2 separate regions of the Mus musculus genome follow, and region 1 is linked to region 2. Evidence: chromatin contacts called from public HiChIP or PLAC-seq data. All regions are on one chromosome and are shown on one strand. Each heading gives the region's core, a stretch centred on a gene start, on an enhancer-like site or on the middle of the called end of the contact. The rest is flanking DNA. Distances are from core to core; before and after follow the strand shown. Region 1 has its middle 23 kb from the start of 4930568G15Rik. Region 2 overlaps Nme7 (NME/NM23 family member 7).

Evidence for each region. HiChIP or PLAC-seq counts read pairs in DNA pulled down with a chosen protein or histone mark.
Region 1: a contact with region 2 is called in an SMC1A HiChIP or PLAC-seq map of large pre-B cells, with 25 times the contacts expected there. The contact joins two enhancer-like sites. A contact is called at or near these places in 3 of 15 datasets of contacts at CTCF or cohesin (the NIH/3T3 cell line, large pre-B cells and pro-B cells), 1 of 484 Hi-C or Micro-C datasets (cortical neurons) and 6 of 115 datasets of contacts at active chromatin or transcription factors (SST interneurons, cardiomyocytes, embryonic basal ganglia and 3 more).

Annotation. Positions count from the first base shown.
Region 1 is chr1:165,113,561-165,116,260 of GRCm38.p6, forward strand. No RefSeq gene overlaps it. Among named protein-coding and RNA genes, the nearest start is that of 4930568G15Rik, 23 kb to the left of the region's middle. Within about 2 kb of position 1,446, at least 43 of the 459 cell types and tissues checked have an H3K27ac peak or open chromatin away from gene starts, as enhancers often do.
Region 2 is chr1:164,390,996-164,393,695 of GRCm38.p6, forward strand. The region is part of intron 12 of Nme7 (NME/NM23 family member 7); the gene reads left to right. Among named protein-coding and RNA genes, the nearest start is that of Gm39690, 26 kb to the right of the region's middle. Within about 2 kb of position 1,411, at least 23 of the 459 cell types and tissues checked have an H3K27ac peak or open chromatin away from gene starts, as enhancers often do.

The DNA of each region.
Region 1 (2,700 bases), core at 196-2,695, 720 kb after region 2:
GTTTCTAGGTTGGGTAATTATTAGAACTCAGAGAAAGGCTGGCATAGTGACACACACCTTTAATCCTGGCTCTCAAGAGGCAGAGGCAAGTGGATCTCCGCGAGTTCAATGACAGCCTAGTCTACACAATGAGTTCCAGGCCAGCCAGAGCTGCAAAGTGAGACCTTGTCTCGAAAAACCGAAAACAAAAGAGTTCAAAGCGGTTAGTAAACAAGCATGCCTATAGTCTGACGCTAGAAGGAAACCGGACCCAAACTTTGCCCAGGCACTCAGACTCCACAGCCCAGCATCGCACACCAAATCACCCTGATGCAAACACTGCCTGGAAACAAGGAACACCGCTATTCACTCGGTAACTGGAGCTGTGAAGAAATGCAGCTGAGACTGGAAAGGAGGCAATCAAGCGGCAGGCTGGTGTTTTTGTAGGAAGTGCAGAGGGGCCTGCGAGAATGGAGCTCCTCTGAGCTGGCAGGGAAGACTGGAGAACAGTGAGATCAAAGACTCCAGCCCAAGATGCCACTTAAAGCTCAGGGCTCGGGCTTCGCTGTCTCCTGAAATCTCTGCTCACATCCCTTACTCTCTCTACTCTGTAAGGCGAGCCATGAGCCACGGTGTATTATCACCTCCTGCCTGCTTTCCAGTCTCCTGTGAGTCCCAGAAGCCTGCTCCGAGCACAGCCCTCATTCTCCATGTCTTCCCTGGGAGTGGGGGGCGCCCAGGGGTCTGCCAGGCCCACACAGGCAATGTCTTTGCACTGAGTCTGGACGCTAGAAAAACGAGTCCTCCCTTTTGTTCTCCTGTATCTCCTTATCCTCACAGCTTTTCCTGTGAAAGGTTCTAATCTATATTTAGACAGTTGGTTTTTTCCCCCCAGAACCATGACATTTAACTTCATCCTCCTTGTTTCTAGATGATTTTCAAATTTCTGTCCAGCCATCAGTGACTGGATTCCCTCTGAGATTTGTCTCAGCTGCTGGATTATTACACCCCCAAAGTCCCCACACTCCCGGCCAAGGCATAGATTAGAAACTGAGCGTGGGAAAGCCAAGCCTAAGGACCGAATGAGTAGTCTGTCTCAGCTAGACCATCCCTTAAGCTAAAAGGAAAACCTGGTTACATCTGACTACAGTAGCATCCAGCTGCTATATGTCCCTCATTCTGGTAGGGACGTGGCAGTGACACACATTCCCAAATCCCAAGCGCAGACGGTTCCAATATGCTCTTCCATGGCTTCCTTGAGCTCACAAATCAATTACATTGTTTTAAAGGGTAGAAAATGGTGTTGGTTTCTTATATTCCCCTGGGCAGTGATCCTGCTATTTAAAAATACTCTTAATCTCTCCCAGAAGAGGGCGCTTGAACGTTATCTTTGCCAAAAGCCCACTTATCTTCTGCTTGCTTTGTGGAACCTCCGTCATCCAGTTAAACTCTAAAGGCATATCTACACATTTCCCCAGCAGGGCATACCACGCCTTCTCACCGGGTTTGAGGGAAGCCAGATGCTGTGGGCTCCGCTCTCCAGACGCCGCGGGTTCCACTCTCCGTTCTGGCGCAAAGGGGGTGTGTGTTAGATCCTTTTTAGTTTGGCTGGAGAATACTTAAATAATAGGAGAGTGATATCAGAAGAGAGGTAGGGGAAGTTAGTTCTCTAATCTTGAGTCTGCTTCGCTATGCAGGATGAATATCTGAATCCAAACGAGATTCCCGAAGCCTTTGTCCGTTATACCTGCGATTTCAGAGGTCTGTCCTCACGTGTGCCCATCTCTCTAGCGCATTCCCTTAGGTCTGGAGTCCAGTGTCCTTTCCTTTCCTCTCAAAGCACTTATAGCAGGAGCACACACTGCGTTCTGTGTGGGTCACGGTGCAGCTTCAAGGCAAAGTCCCTACAGCTGCCACCAGCTCACCAGCCCCCTCCCCTGATCTGTCTTCAAGAAACTTGGGAGAGGCCAGTGACTCAGTCAGCCACCAATTGGACCACCTATGACCTCTATTTCCTTTTCTCTGGCTATAAATACAACTTCCCCTGTGATTGAAGTGGAGGCCAAAAGATGCACAAGACAGTGGGGGGGACCGGGGGGGGGGGGGAGGCTGCATAGGTTCATGTCTGGGACTCCACTAGATATGCCTGGCCTGACAGTAAGCTACTGCAGAGGGACAGGAAAGCCGTGGTTTTCACAGCCACTCCTAAGATTCTCAGAGAGCAGAATGGTGCCTTTGGAACAATGGTAAAGCAGTGGGCACTCCTGGGCAAAGGGGGAGCATTCATTTAGCACTTGTCACAGGTTAAATTGGGGTCATCATTCTGAAATGTTACTGCAAAGCAACTGCCAAGCCAATAACAAATGTTACAACTCTCCTGTTGTTTGATTTTTAATATTTTATTTATTCATTATAAATTCCATATACACATACAGTATATTTTCGTCAAACCCACATCACACTACCTCCTTCCAATTCTTCCAGGAACCCCAGACCCTTCTATTTCCAACTTCATATTGTTGTGTTATCCTCATTGTTGTTGTCATCAGCATCAGCATCACCATCATCACCACCACCACAATCATCACCATCATCAGCATCATCGTCAGCATCAAGACTGGAGAGATAGCTCAGCAGTTAAGAACACTGGCTGCTCTTGCAGAAGTCTCAAGTTCAGTTCCCAGCACCTACAAGCCTCCTGTTACTCCAGTTCCAGGGATC
Region 2 (2,700 bases), core at 161-2,660:
CATCACGGGCTGAGCAGTCTTTAAGATGTGCTCACTTGCTGCCTCTCGCTGGCCTCCACCATGGTATAAACTGGGAGAGAGCATATAACTTTCCCCCTGAAGCTGACACTGCAAGTATTAATGTGAACAGGCATGGTGCACATGCTTATACTCTCCATGGCTGGGGAGGAGGAGAAGGAAGCATCAGAGCTCAGGGCCAGCCTCCACTACACAGTGAACTCAACACAGCCCGAGCTCCATGAAACCCTGTTTCTAAAAACTAGGGCTTGGTGGGTTAATTACTGAGATAGCCTGGCGATTTTCTAAACTTGCTCCTTCCTAAACCTCTTTCTTAATTATTGTTTTATTTCTTCGACCATATGCCAAGTACTATTTAGATACCAAGCATTCCTAGCCCATAGGATGCACTGGTGCTAGAGAGAGTGGCAGAAATGCACTATCTGGCAGTGTCTTCGCTTCACTGATATGACAGATAACCAACAGGTAAAATAAGTACCGTGGAATGGGAGTGGTACGGGAGAGGAAAAGACACCTGTCTAAAGATGGACAGGAAATGTGCTCTTTAAGAGTCTTTCTCCTATCAGTTCAAAAGCAACAATTGTGTTTTTAAATCACAGTTTCTAAATCCTGTGGGCAGAGAGAAGTCAGGAGTAGCAGGAAAAAATAGACTGGTTGGGAAAGCACCCACAGGGCAGGCACAGTTAGCTCTCTTAGCAGTAGCTATGCACCATCCTCACATCATCCAAGCAGATACATACATAGTCCATTCCACCATTTGTGCTTAGCAGGATTAGTGTTTGAATGTGCCAACTCAGAGAGACCTAGCTCAGCTCCTACCTCCATGGACAGTCTAAGTGACATTTGGTTGAGTTTTCTCTGTAATAGGCATCAGCATCTGAACACTGTGCAAGGGTCACTCTCTGGTCACTCACCTTCATTTCCTTCACTTCTGTTTCACCGTGTATATAGTGGGGAAGGAAAGAAAGTTTTATCTTTTCTTTCTCTGGTATTTTCAGGACATCTGGTATTAAACAAATACTCAATATATATTTTAGAAAGAATGAATGTTAGTTTAAGCAGCTCTTTGTATCTCTTCAAGAAATATTAATTGATAATGCTGTTTTCTTTAAGATCTTTCGAGGCTGAGAAGTAGCTCTGGGATAGAACCCTTGCCTAGCATGAGAGAGGCCCCAAGCTCACCTCTTTTTCTCTCTCCTGGTAAAAATACTATTGTATCCTTTGCCCTAAAAGACTTTAGACTAACCATATTCCAGTCAGATGCGTCCCTCTGACAGTCAGAAGGTGGAACTTAAGCTTGCCTGGAGCAGTGCACCCTGGGACAGAGGCGCAGCACCAGCTGGGGCTGCTAGCGTTTTGGAATCCCAGGAGGCTGGTGCACATATGCCAGCTTTATCTCCCTAACATGACATGCTGTTTGCAGTTTCAAATGTCAGCTCCCAGGGGCACTGCTTAGGACAATAGACTGTGCATTGAGATGGAAGGAAAATATGTTTAAATCTTTCTGAGACCCTGGGAAATGACCAATGTTAGATACAAAAGACCCTGTCACTTTACAAGTCTACCCAAAGGTAAAAAAAAACAAAACAAAAAAAACTAGTCACACCAGCACCAGGCCTACGTTCTGACTCAGTTACGATCAGTGTAAATAATCCTGAGCTATGCTGTCTCAGGAAGTGTCAGTGAGACAGTCCTAACCCTTGAAAGGCCAAAGAGAAGGATGTTAAGAACCCTCCAATGCAGCCAGAAGATGTATGTGACCCTTTTAATCTTGAGTGTTGGTTTTTGTTCGTTAATACCAGCTAGTAAACAAAAATCATTATTTCCATGTAGTTAATTATAAGCATAATTTTTGGAAGCACTTAATTCAAATATAATGAAAATATTCACTTACATGTGATTTAGGAACTGGTTATTCATATTATGAAAGAAGTTTGTAGTTTTCATAAAAGTACTTAAAAAGATATCTTACATTTTTAAATAAAACTCATTTCACATTAAAAAATGGACAGTAAATGTAAATGACTGACTGAGTTGTTATATACTGTTTTTCCCTGATTTACCCCACTGACCAGTGGAAATGGACTTATCTTTTAGATAAATGTTGGATCAGATGAGGTTGTGTTTAAAGAATTCCTACTTCAGATTTTTCTAGACTGAGACTTAAAAGCAAGAGCCTTTGCACCCGAGTTATCTCATGTTCTTCCAACTTTTGCTTCTGTTCAGGGCAGTGTGGTTCTAAGGACAAAGAGTTTTCCCAATAAACCCTAGAACCCACAAATAAGGTCTCACTTCAAAGTCGAGAGTTATGCATCCGCCGTCTCCCTTAGCTGCAAGTTTGCTTTCAGCAGTTTGTTTTTCATAGTCCGCCATAGCCCAAAACAGTACATGGAAAATTCTAGAAATATTTAGTACATTTATATTATTCTTATTAATAATGTTTTACTGTGTTCGCTTGGTAAAATCAACTTTATACAAAGTTTGTCTGTATGAGAAACATAATATCCAAGCTTCGTGCATCTGCTGGAGTCCTGAACATATCTTTTGGAGATGGAGGATCAGTAGATGCTTACGTGCATCCTATGAAACCTTTTGTCCTATCAAGTAGGCAGTAAGAGTTCAGCAAGCAATGAGTGTCCAGGAGCAAGAAAGACGTGCTCCTCATTCAGAAGGAAGAGCGGC